Linked DNA regions of Anas platyrhynchos: region 2 is linked to region 1. Evidence: chromatin contacts called from public Hi-C data. All regions are on one chromosome and are shown on one strand. The core of a region is the stretch at or near the end of the contact, and the rest is flanking DNA. Distances in the headings are between cores, read along the strand shown.

Evidence for each region. A called contact is a pair of places that touch in the nucleus more often than the background predicts.
Region 2: a contact with region 1 is called in a Hi-C map of skeletal muscle, with 2.0 times the contacts expected there. The contact joins the promoter of JAKMIP3 here to the enhancer-like site in region 1. A contact is called at or near these places in 3 of 8 Hi-C or Micro-C datasets (liver, skeletal muscle and subcutaneous adipose tissue).

The regions. Positions count from the first base shown.
Region 1 is chr6:40,727,782-40,733,998 of IASCAAS_PekinDuck_T2T, forward strand. No RefSeq gene overlaps it. Among named protein-coding and RNA genes, the nearest start is that of PPP2R2D, 5.4 kb to the right of the region's middle. Within about 2 kb of position 3,645, at least 4 of the 8 cell types and tissues checked have an H3K27ac peak or open chromatin away from gene starts, as enhancers often do.
Region 2 is chr6:40,770,949-40,777,165 of IASCAAS_PekinDuck_T2T, forward strand. JAKMIP3 (Janus kinase and microtubule interacting protein 3) reads left to right here and starts at 2,479. Exons shown (of 24, transcript XM_072039938.1): 1 at 2,479-6,217. BNIP3 (BCL2 interacting protein 3) reads right to left here and starts at 2,391. Exons shown (of 6, transcript XM_027459845.3): 1 at 2,235-2,391; 2 at 1,649-1,832; 3 at 740-824. The coding sequence starts at 2,271.

The DNA.
Region 1 (6,217 bases), core at 2,395-4,894:
CTTCATTTAGTCCCAACTCTCTTAATAAATAAATAAATAGATAGATAAATAGATAGATAAATAAATAAATAAGTCATACTTGGAGAGTTTCACTTCACACTGTCCCTGATTCAAAGACTGATGAGCTGACCACCCCCAGAACATGCATTTCCTACTGTAGCTAACAATGAAAGTAGAAGGGCTTGTTAATCTTGTTTATTTTTAAGACATGAATTTGCTATCCACAGCCCTTTGGTGCTTTGCCCCTCCTGAAATCCTACCATCAGAATAGTAAGGAGAAGAAGAACAACAAAAATGTCTTCTTTACCTTCAAATAGAAAAGCTGCAGCAGGAAAAGAGAAGACACATCATTTCCTACGTTTATGTATATCACCACATATAGGTCTTCTCAATAACTACATGTATTTTTGCAGAACATTCCTGTGTTCAAATAAATAGGTGTTCTCCTAACTGAGGTGTTTACAGTAGGATTCAAATATTATCTTCTTCAGATGGAAGTGTTTCTTTTTCTCCTAACTCCCACTCTGTCAATCACATGGATTATTTTTACGCAGGAAGAAATACTTCAGAGTTGAACAAATCCCCTATCGGGCTCGATTTGCCATGCTGTCAGAAGGTAGGTAATGGCTTCGTAGCCTTAAAGTCAAGGAGTGGAGTATCTGTAGCCACACCTAGCTGAAGAAGTGACTCATAACTTGGTTGTGACAGGTTTATAACTTTTCTTCTCCACTGGAAAATGCACAAGTTGCAATTAAAACCTGGGCGAGGCTGGACAAACCCAGCGATGTCTGGAATTATTCTGAAGTTTTAATTGTAGTGGCACAGAACGAAGCAGCTGCGGCTGGGTGGGAATGCGACTGTGACATTTAGCAGAGTGTCACAGAACAGAAATCTCGCTATCACAGATATGACTAACTCACTTCTGTGTCTGACATCCATCTTCTCAGAGCTGCGAAATCAGGATAATTCCTGCTTTAATCTGGGAGCAGAGAGATGAGCAATTCCATTCAAACCAAATAATAAGTTCCTGTCAAAAATAAGTTGAAAATTAACGTTCTAGCAAGATGTTCGTACTTAACCAGCTGCCTAGGTCTAAAAATATCAAAATGGGCCATTTCTAGGGGGGTGGTACCTCACAAGGGAGTGGCACTGGCTATCCCCAAAACAGAGCCCACTTCGGTTAGAGATCACTGAATGTTCTTCTAATCCTCTGAGAACGAAATCAGAAAACAGCCAGTGACAAAACAGAGGTGTATTTGTTTTTCGTTACATTAACAGGGTTGTGAACATTTGGCTCACGTTTTAAACTGAAAGACTGCACTGCCACACCCCGTCCCTCCCGATAGCTCCCCAGGTGCAGCGGCCGTGCAATGCTGAGCGACTGGAAGGGCACTGAATAAACTTAAGTGATGTGAATCTAATTTGAAACAAGACCGAATTCCTTGCTTTTATGCAAATAAGCCACATAGCCCCCAGCAGTGCCGAGAACCGAGGACAACTGTGCGTGGAAAGGGCAAGCAGCAAAGGTCTTCTGAGGGCTTTGAGGACTAGCTGAAAGTGAGGAAAACACCCATAGGAAACAACGCTTAGGATTTGCTGGCACTTTTCTGCTTTGACTGAGGAAAGCTGAAATGCAGAAACAGATTTACATCTTGACAGAACATACCATCTGAACTCAGAACCAAAAATGTGGCGTGGCTCCCATCCAAGCGATTACGACCTCGTGATGTTCAAGCAGAGCAAGTCTGCAGCCATACTTCATGTTCTCTGTGCTTTAAAATTGTTTCCATGGGCCACATCAGCCAGAAGACAGAAGGCAAACAGACGCAAAACCACACAGGGTTGCTATAAGAATATTTTGCTCAACTTCCAAAGATCCACAGCTGAGGAAGAAAGCTCCCTCCAAGTGGAACAGCAAGCAGCTGTTGCCCATTCCCACCAACCATAATTTCTGCAAAATGGTGCCACCGACAGGACACAGGAAAGAGGACCCAGAGGAGGGACTTAGTTTTTGAGGAAAGAAGCTGAAAAGCAAGGCTCCTGTGGGTGCGTTGGCCCAAAGCCCCCCCGCAGAGCATCAACCAGGGGCAACAGGCAGCGTTTTAACACCCGCTGGCGGTGGTCAGGGACCTGGAGTCATTCAGCCTTCAAACAACTGCTCAAACTGTTTAGGCATAATGAAAGACTTGCAATTCTGCAACACCGTGAGGAAAAACATGCAGCAAAGACAGGCCAGACCATGCTGGTGGGGCAGTAGTGCTACAGCATATGATAAAATTAAGTAGAAAACCTGCTGTCAGCCGTGAGTCCACATGGACTGCACGTACAGGCCAAAGCGTGAAGGCTGTGGCACTGCTCAGAATTACTGCTGCTCTGCCAGGCAGGCGAGCTGTCGGCATGCTGACGGGTGTCTGAGAGGGGAAAAGGGCAGGAAATGTGAGGGTAAGGGCATTCATGTTTGTCCCCATCTACATGGACTGGGCCAAAACCAAATTAGGGGATAATTTCCAAACATGATTTTAGGGACTACCAACTGCTGTTTTATGGAACAGAGAGAATGCACAGACTGAGATGTGAACCCTGGCTTGCTCCTGGGTAACATGCAAGATCTCACTTCAAATGCTGTAGTTGAAAGAATTACATGCAACTCTAATGCTGTTCAGCCTCCCTGTAAGAGCAAAGACTTAGAATATATTAAAACCTGTAATCAACTTGAGAAATACAGGCTACAGGAAACAAGGACGCTCATCAGATGTAGACAGTAAAGCAACTGAGGTAACTAAATCCTTACAGGTGGCATGGAAGCTGTTAACTCCATCCAGAGCACTCACAGCCTGTGGATACCATCACTTAAAAAGGCTTGGAAAGAATCAGGAGAAAGCCAGCACAGCCCACTAGCATGCTGATACAGGACGACATAAGGAAGAAGGTGGTATCCTTCAGACAGCTCAAGCAATATCCGAATTAAGGCAATAAGAATGGACCAAACTCCTGGAGACTAAACATAAAATGCAATTAGGCAGGCCAAAATGGAAAAGAAGTGAGGAAGCAGAAGAAATCCAATTATAAATTACAGTATAATAAACCCTAATAGCTTTTCTTCCAATAGCAATAACCTGTTAACTTGGTTATGCTTAGAGTCTCCGTCCTCAGCGATGCAGACTACCACTCGCCACGAGGAATGGCAGGCACAGGGCACATTTACAGGCAGGAGCTGCTCCGTGCAGAGGGAAAATAGCACCCCTTCTACAGAAACACCTCCAAATCTGCACCAGTGTCAGTTAGTGGAAAACTCTGGTGGCTCCTCAGCCGGGCTACAAAGCGACCAGGCTCCTCTCCCCGCAGCAACATTTTTGACATTGCTGAAGAAATGTTGTGTACAGAAGGGTTCACACCGTGCTCAGAGGCTGCCTGAAGTTTCTGTTTAGCTCAAGTTCTTTCCTTACAATGCCAGAGAGCAATTACTGGATCAGAGCACGAAAAGCACAATAGAACAGACATTTTCTTCAGCCGGGAGGTGATTCAGCTATCAGAGAGTTTCTTTTGTTTCTATTTGTGGGAAAAACAAATGGCTGTGTTTAGCTGTCTGAAGCTGAAGTTCCCAAGGTCATGCTGGCAGCCGGCTGCAGCGCGGTACCTGCGGCCCTGTGCTGCTCCTCACATTCCTTCCTCCCTAAACAGCCTGAGGTTCACTCGAGGTCAGCGGCATTGGAAGGCAAGCAGGGCGAGAAACTGTGACTAACCAGGGCACGTTTTGCCTCTGCAGCTGTAAACAGGGAGCAAAGCACATGCCATCACTCCTTCCGTTCCCTCATACAGAAGCTATCCATAATATATAAAGGAAATGTGCAGCAGCAGCCAAGGCAGCGCTGAGAAACGAGGCCGTGCTGCTTCTTCCTGGAAGAGCTGCCCTTGCCGGCGGGGCGAGCCAGCGGGGCAGGCCTCAGTGCGTCAGGGCACGGCACGGCACGGCCCTGCTGCACGGGACACAGCCAGCGAAGGTGACGGCACTGCCTGTGGGACTGGCGTCGCAGGAGGCCAAGAGAAACACCAGCTGAGCCACGAGTCCTAGGAGACTCGTGGGAGACTCTGTCCCACGAGGGAAGGGGCCTGCTTCGCTGGGCTGGGTGCAGGGAGTGTGGTGTGAGAACCAGACACCTCCCTGAGAGGGGTTTGGGACTTGGGACAGGTCTCAGGGCAGGCATTTGGGTCTGGGGGCGGAGGGAAAGGCAACAAGGGCAGCAGCTGCCACATTTAAACAGAGTGCAATCTAAAGCCCACGTCTGAAATTCAGCATACGTCTATATACCTTATTGATAAACAAAGGGTAAGAAATACAGGTAATTAGACTAAACACCTGGCTGTAAGGTAACTTTCCAGCTTCTAAACCGCAGATTTTCTTTGGAGTTTGGAAGAGAGGCAAAAATCCCATGGGAAAATCTGTTGCTCCTCTCACCTAGAACTAATCAGATGTTTTTTATGTCAATTAGCATGTAATATGTATCTATTAGTGAAATCTGATTCCTTATGCCAACCGGTTGTTTCTCTCCTTACAGTAAATGCTATTTCTGTGGCTTGCACTACATTTAAAAAAAAATATATAAATACGCTTTGAACATGCTTTGTTTTCAGGCACTAGTTGTCAAAGACCAATATCAGAGTGCCAGCCAAGAACTGGGGTTCATTTAATCATAAACAGATAGTGGGAAACACGCCAAGAAACAACTGCTGGTGAGCTGGCAACAACAACGCTTCACACAGCATATGTCAGGGGGCACGAGGCAGCTGGCTGGGCAGGATGCTATTTCGAGAGAACATTTGGAAACATCTCTGTCAGGAGCTTTTCTTGCAAAGTGTGGCAAGAGCACAGCGTCACTTTCTTCCAAGTGCAACTCGAACACACAACAGTAAGCCACTAAACTAGAAACAGCCCTGGCAAACACGCTGTGCTTTAATTCTGAGAAGTGCCCAGAAGTGTTGCACCCCTCATCACGCAGCATGTGCCACACCACTCCCCCCGGGCTCCTGGAGCAGCTTCCCAGCAACTGGAGACAAGTGACAAGTGACAACCACCGGGACCCCTCCTTCTGGACGGCTGTGGTACACAGCCCTCCCCTGTACGAGATAAACAAACGTGTTTGGTGGTGACACCGTCAGCTCCCAAGAAGAAGCAACTGAACAGAAATGTTCTAGGAAAATCCCACACAAATGCCAACAACTTTAAGCAGGTTTATTCACTGCAAAACAAGCAATAGAACGTATTTGTCTGAATCTTCCTCTGTCAACACATCCTTTTGTATTTCAAGTTCAAAACTTTAGAAAGCTTATAAAAGCTAATTAGTTCCTTGACTTTAATTAACCTATTCTTTGAATATAATGGAAAGCAGGTGCTTTCTGTATACATATTAAACTTAAAAAAAAAAAATCTTCACACAAATCTAACAATTTTTTTAAAAATCCTGCTCATAAAACACAGACATTACAAAATCAACAAATATATGCATCCACTTCAATAGACTTAATTATTGGTTATTTTAATTTCTGTTTTCTGATGAGCAGGATTCCTCCAAAAGAATGCACCTACGCCAGCGTTTGAATTCTCTCCCAAATTTCACACATTAATTTATGTTTATGGGATTTAAAGGCATACAGTTCACCCCAAAAGCACATTAGTGGAAAGCAAACAAACAAAAAGCGGGCAGACACAAAAATACTAAGCTAAGAACTAACAGTGACTGCACAGTGAGGACCCTGGCCCCTTTGGCTAGGAGGGACCCCGGAGGGCAGCTGGCCCAGGGCTGGCCCATGCTCCTGCTTTCCTCAGGATCACATTGAAACGGTGCATGAGGCTGCTCACATCCTCAGGCAGTCGAGACAGGACTTCCCCCAAGGATGGGACTTCCACCCTGTCCGGGCACCACATCCAGCATTAGAGCACCTTCCTGTGAAGAGCTGGGTCCTCATATGTAGCCTGGGTTTTCCTTGCTGCAGCTGCATTGACTGCCTTCAGTCACACTGCGCAGTGCCTGTCCTCCACTCTCCCTACCTCCATCCCTCCCTGGATGGCTGGCGATATCCAAAACACAGACACGAGTGATATCCAACTGTTTTATTTTTGAAAGTTTATTATTATACATGCAAGGAATTATAATGGCAATTTGCCGTACACAAAAATGGCCAATAAAAGTAGTTTCTTGTTGAAATTTTATTTTAATTT
Region 2 (6,217 bases), core at 1,229-3,728, 42 kb after region 1:
TCTGATGTTTTTTCTAACTTTTGATGAAAAAACGATTTGATCTCAAAATCCAAGTAATCACCTTTAAACATATGAAGGGTTTTCTGGAAACGTAACATAAAAACAATTAATTCAAGGTAACGCATTAATTAACCTCAAGCAGGTAATCCATTGAGCTAGATTCCTGTAGGAGTTGTAGAGCTGGTGAGAAGAGTTTCAGATAAAGCGAGAGGCTGTGGGACCACACACACTTAATGTAATTTTGAACCGATTAAACCTGTTGGTAACACTTGGGTTGTCCAGCTTGGAGAAGAGGAGGCCAAGAGGCAACCTCCTTGCTCTCTGCAACTTCCCAAGGAGGGGAAGTGCAGAGCCAGGTGCTGGTTTCCCTCTCCAGTGACAGGAATGGCACAAAACTGCACCAGGGGAGGCTCAGACTGGACACCACAAAAAAATTATTTACTGTGAGGGCAGTCAAACACCGGAACAGGATTCCTACCAGTGTTTGAGAACCCAGATGTCTTTAGAGACAGAGTAGGGCACCTTAATCCTTCTGAAAAACTCTCAGGTTACATATTTAAAAAAAAATAAAAAATCAATGCAAATCAGGTACTTACTAAAAGCCTGATTCTGAGAAGATTATTTTAAGATACTGAGCTACTGAAGTCTCTGCACGAGGTGAAGCTGCTGATTTCCCAATACTGGTTTCCAAACAGTGACAGTAACAAATCCTTCCTCCAAAGGAAAATGAGATTTTTACCTGAAAGCTATTTTTTTCTCCACTGCTGTGACTCTCTATTTCCAAAGCTCTATGACTGTCTTGAGGTGTCTGGGAACGAGGAGGGCTTGATAAAAGAGAAACACAAATACAAAATAGCTCATTAAATTTTTTATGACGTTGTTTATGGGATTACTAACAAGCTAGTGAATGAAGCTTGTAAGCACAGCTGTCCTGAAGAGCTACGGTGCCCTGACCATAACCTGAGAGATTAATCTGCCAATGGGTGATATAATCCAGCCACCTCACTCAATTAATCTTTGATTTCCTAACAATCTGACAAAGCGCTTGCTGCTCAGAGTTGTTTTTCAGCAGCGTGGAGACACGCCCATAAGGCTGTATGATTTGGCCCATGTTGCTTACTAAATAATGATAGGCAGCAAGCTATTCCTAGACGTACACTTTGGTTTGAATTCAACTAGCCAGATGAGACTAGGAGGTTCTGCACCCGACTGCCTATTTTAAGGCCTTTTAGTTAAATAAACTTTAGGCTGTAGACTTCCTAACCCAGCAAAATCAAATACATGAAATAACAAAACTGACCACGTGCCTCAGATGTCTTTTTTTATTATTATTATACTCCTAGAAATCTTTGTACACTAGATATAGGACTTTTTTTTTTTTTTTAAAGCAACTGCCTAAGAACTCCTAATTAATGTACCCATCACAAAACACACTGCTTTTTTACCACCCCACTCTGAGGTTTCTGTTTGGGCAGCAGCACACTGCTTGCACAGGGTCTGACCCTTCAGCATGACAGCAGCACCCTGCTCTACAGGGCTTTCCTCACCAGAACAGGACTGTTGCCTGTACTCGAGCAGCACACCCATGGGAACACTGCGCATAAAGAAGGCGAGTTTCACATTGCTTCCAATGAGGCATGTTGTTTACCTGTCACAATGCGAACTTTCCCTCGAGCTGCTCCGTCCCGACTCATGCTGGGCATCCAGCAGGATTTTCTCCATGTCGCCGTTGTGGATGGAGATGGAGGCCGGCACTTGTTCGTGGCCCGTCGGCGTGGAGCCGTTCCCATTGCCATTCCCATTGCTGCTGAAGTGGAGCTCTACCCAGGAACCTGCTCGGTGTAATCGGGAACAGAGGCGGAATAAACCTGATGGTTTTGTACAACAGGCAGGTGGGCAGAGGCTGCTGACCCCCAGCCCGACCTCACAGCGGGACGCACACCCACGGCTCTGCCCATACCCACGACGAAATGCCAACCCAGAGCGCCAGGGAGCTGGGGGCGAGCTGCCCAGCGCTGGGTGCCTCCTGCAGCCCACAGACCTTCCATTTCAGGGCACGGCATAAACAACCCCTGCTGCTCACCACAGCTGGAGGCCTGCGGGGCCCGGCACCGCCTTGTGTCGGGCTGGGAGCGCTGCCCGGGGCTGGGCAACAGCGGCCCGGGGGGCAGGGAGAAGGGGAAGGGAGAAGGGGAGAGGGGAAGGGGAGGCCCTCCCGGTGCCCCCGGCCTTACCCTGCAGGTTGTCCTCCTGCGGGCTGTGCCGGGACATGGCGGCCCCGCTCTGCCCGGCCCGCGGGCACGGCGCTGACGGCAGCCGCCGGCCCGGCCTCCTCGGGCCGCCCCCGGCAGGCGGGGCCCGGCCGGGCTCGGTGCTGCTCCCGTCAGGAGCTGGGGGGGAATGGTTCGGTGCCCGAGCTCAGTAAAAGGCGTGTCTGTGTCTGTGTGTGTGTCTGTGGCCCTGCAGCTGGTGCCCAGGGCGTTGTTTTGGGTCCCTCAGCTGGCCCAGCGCGGAGGATGAAGGAGAAAAGTGGCTGGGGCAGCGCTCTGCCGGCTGCCACACGGGCAGATTTTGTTAAGAGATAGCTATGGACGCTATTAAGGACACTGCGGGGTGTGGAGCAGCTTTTCTCGTAGCTCCTTCAAGCAAAGCGAGGTTTGATGTCCCCACCGCAGTGCCCAGCAGTGCCACGGCCCCACAGGCAGGCCTGGGCCCAGGGAGAGCGGCTCCGTCCCCACCTCGGGGAGGGGACAGCGATGCCACCTGGAACAACGCCAGAATTGGGAGAACATCACAAAACATTTCCCAAGGAGGGGTCGCCAGGTTTAACCTCTGGGTGCACACTGCTGAGATTACAGTACAGGATTGGTATCCTCTTCGGCACAGAGAAACGGTCTGAATTAAAATAAAATTAAAATACACTAAGAGAGAAAATGTCGTAAATTGATATCATTTACATGGTAAATATTGAAGTGTTAAAATTAACCTTTGGGGAGGGATACATTTTTTTCTGTCAACAATTATCTGACTTTGAAAACTGATTTTGCCAACTATGGGCCAGAGTCAGCTCTGCCTTTGGTGGTCTAAGTAGATGGGAAATGGATTTGGGAAAAGGTTTGGTGCTATGGGTGTCATGCCAGGTGTAACGACATCAGCACTTCCAGCAAGGCAGCAGTGCCTAAAACCCCGTGGTGGTGCTCAGGATGCTGGATAGGCACCCCAGGCACCCTGCCAGGCGCTGGGCACAGCAGGGACACCCCGGTTCCACTGCCCACCCTGTCCTGATGTGCCTGGGTGCCCTGGGTGCCCGGTGACACCACACTGCCATGGGGCAGGATGCTGGCTGCCACCACCCATCCCTGCTCCCCGGCTCGGGGCTGCACTGACAGCCAGCACTGGCCTGTGCCCCCGCACCAAGCAGCCCCAAGGCTCACTTTCTCTTCGTCCTGTTTCCTCTTGGTTGACCTCCGCTTCAGGAAATCAATTTACTAGAAGTCTTTCCTGCTCTAAGGCTGGTATGAAATGGGGTCGAGCAAATATCACAGTGCGGCTGCAGCAGCTGACCTCTAGGATCTTTTATTAGCAGCCAGATGAGTGTGCTTGTTTTCCTATAGACCTTTATGGTAAATGATTTTTGGTTGTTGCCAGACAAGCACTCTGCTGTGATCACAGAAAATTGCAAATTATATGGGACGAAATCTTTCAAAGGCTATCGATTTGTTAAGCTGCGATCCTCTTTCAGGTTGGAACCCACTTTAATGTTGTTTAGCTGCACATCAAGAGAACAATCCTGCATTGATCATTTCCTCCGAATGCAGAGGCACGGCCCACCGCCTCCACTGGCTAAGGAACGCAGCATTTCGGGTAGCTGTGAGGTCCCACGTGCTGGCCAGACACCTTTAACTTCGCCTTTAGCTTTAAGCCCGTGTTTTTGTACCGACCCTGCAGCTCACAGCGGTTTTGAGGGACAGTTATTTTAGGCCTTCCACAAGGACTGTTTGTAAACCCAAAGTGATTATTACCTTAAAGTACTACAAAAATGGACACAAATGGACTAATTAGAATTGCCTTGGTGTCTTGCTGCTATAAACCAAGGTAATACCCACCAAGTTTCTACGGGCTATGGCGTGAGGCGTGCTGTCAGCTAAGGGCTGACGTGGGGGCCAGGCCCAGGCCCCCGCAGACGGGGACCCCACGCACGCCGTGGTCCCCTGCTTGCCCGCTGCCCACACGATGCCCCTGCCTGCACCCAGCACCGCTCCTCGAAGGCGCCTGCACCCCGAGGACAGTGCCTTTTCCTCCCTCTTCTTCCCTGCCCGCGGTGGCTCAGTCATTAACCCACTCGGCTGCCGCTGGAGGTGAGCTCTGGGTGTACATTTCATGCTGCACGCCCCTCGGAGCGGCGTTGATCATTAACTACCGAGCTGTTCCGAGATCCTCATTGCAGAGCCGTTCGTGCTTATCCAGGCCGCTGGTGTGAGGAGACCCAATGTGTGCACACAGCCTGTTGGTACGGCCTCTTTACGTCTGGGGTTTGAAAACCAAAGCAAACACAACGTGGTGAACTTAACGATCCGATTTCATATACAGCCTCAAGAAGGAGAGGAATTAGGAGCTAGGTCTGTACATGATAATCATACCGATTTAACCAAATATTTTTCTAGAGTGATATAAATGGGGAGAGTCTTATGTGGACCCCCTTAGACTGGTTTAGCTTAGCTCGGGAGCAGACAATGCAGGCCCAAGTGCTGGGCACAGCCTGCAGGGTGCAGCTGGGACACAGAAGTCCCCTTTTGCACAATTTTCTTAGGTTTTAAAAGGTGTTTGTGCTACAGGGTAGAGGACAGGGGCAATGAGATACCCTTACAGGTGGAATAAAACCAAAACTTGGGTGCAGAAGAGCCTGAGTCTTTTATTTGGGCCAATCTTGTTACTTTTTTTTTCTAAGATTTGATTTCTTCGATTTTAATTTATGAGCATACAACACTATTTCTTGCATATTCTTCTCCCTTTTCTATGCATCATTTCTTACTCACAGCAGTTTCTGATGGCCCAGTGACCCAAATCTGGTCACTGGGATTGTTCATTCCTCATGGTGTCATCCACTGCCTTGGCACCCTGGAGAGGTGCAGGAAGCACGACTCACACTGACTGCATGTAGGACTGAACTGGTTTCAGATACCTGGATGTTCTTCTGCTAAGCCTTGGAAATTGCTTTCTCTTTTCTCGCTTCTAACAGGTGCACACTGACCTGGGCTCAACATCAGAAGTGCAGAAAGCCTGCCTGAGAGGTGCGTGCCGAGGGGCTCTCAAGGCTGAAAGAGGCAGAAACCAGAGAGTTAAAAACAAAAACCAGACTGCTGGATTGCTTTTCAGGCTCTAAAATGTTGGAAACCCTGACCACTTCTAGAGTGAATCAGAAAGTGGAGCATAACAAATCATTCAGCTCTTCTTTTACTTGCTAACTTTGGATTTTTAAAGATCATTAATGTGTTTGTTCTGCTTGGTGAAGCAGCATGCGGTGGGGTGCTTTGGACAAGCCTGTAGTGGGTACACCTGAGGAAATGGAAATTGCCAAAAGAATGCTTTTTCCTAGCACTTGTCAGCTGAAAAACAAAACCTGATTGTTTGGACGATGCAAACTAACATGGCCTCTTGCTTTCCATCACTAGCGCTGCTCCCAGTGTTACTCGTTTTACTCACAGGCTCCCACAAACTGTTGCAGTTCAGCTCTAAATGCAGACGCCTGTTTTATTTGCCCAGGGGCTGAGCAGCCCAGTTTGCCCAGCTCTGTGGTGCTGGGAGGGCTGCAGCAAGGTGGCCTTTCCCATCTGCAGGGCTTTACTTCTCACATCAGATTTTACCAGAGCTCGCAAAGCCACCTGCCTTTTTTCCTCCGTGCTGCCATTTCCCCACAGCTCCAGAGCTCAGCCCTGCTCCGTGATGGTTCACAGACAAAATCGGGGCCCCGCTGCCTGGCCCCACACCTGCATGCGCGAGGGTTGCGGTGCAGCACCGTGCTGCGGGGGAGCAGGCAGCCTGCTCGCTATTTTTAGCCCCGGATACCCTGCAGATCTCCTCTGCCCTTCTCAGTAATTCAGCTTCTGCTTCAGGAGGAGCTCAGTTTGGATGCAGACAGTGCCGGATGCAAACCCTAATAACTCAGCTGCAGACACGATTCCTCGCAGCAGCGCTGCGGAGCGAGAGGACCTCAGAG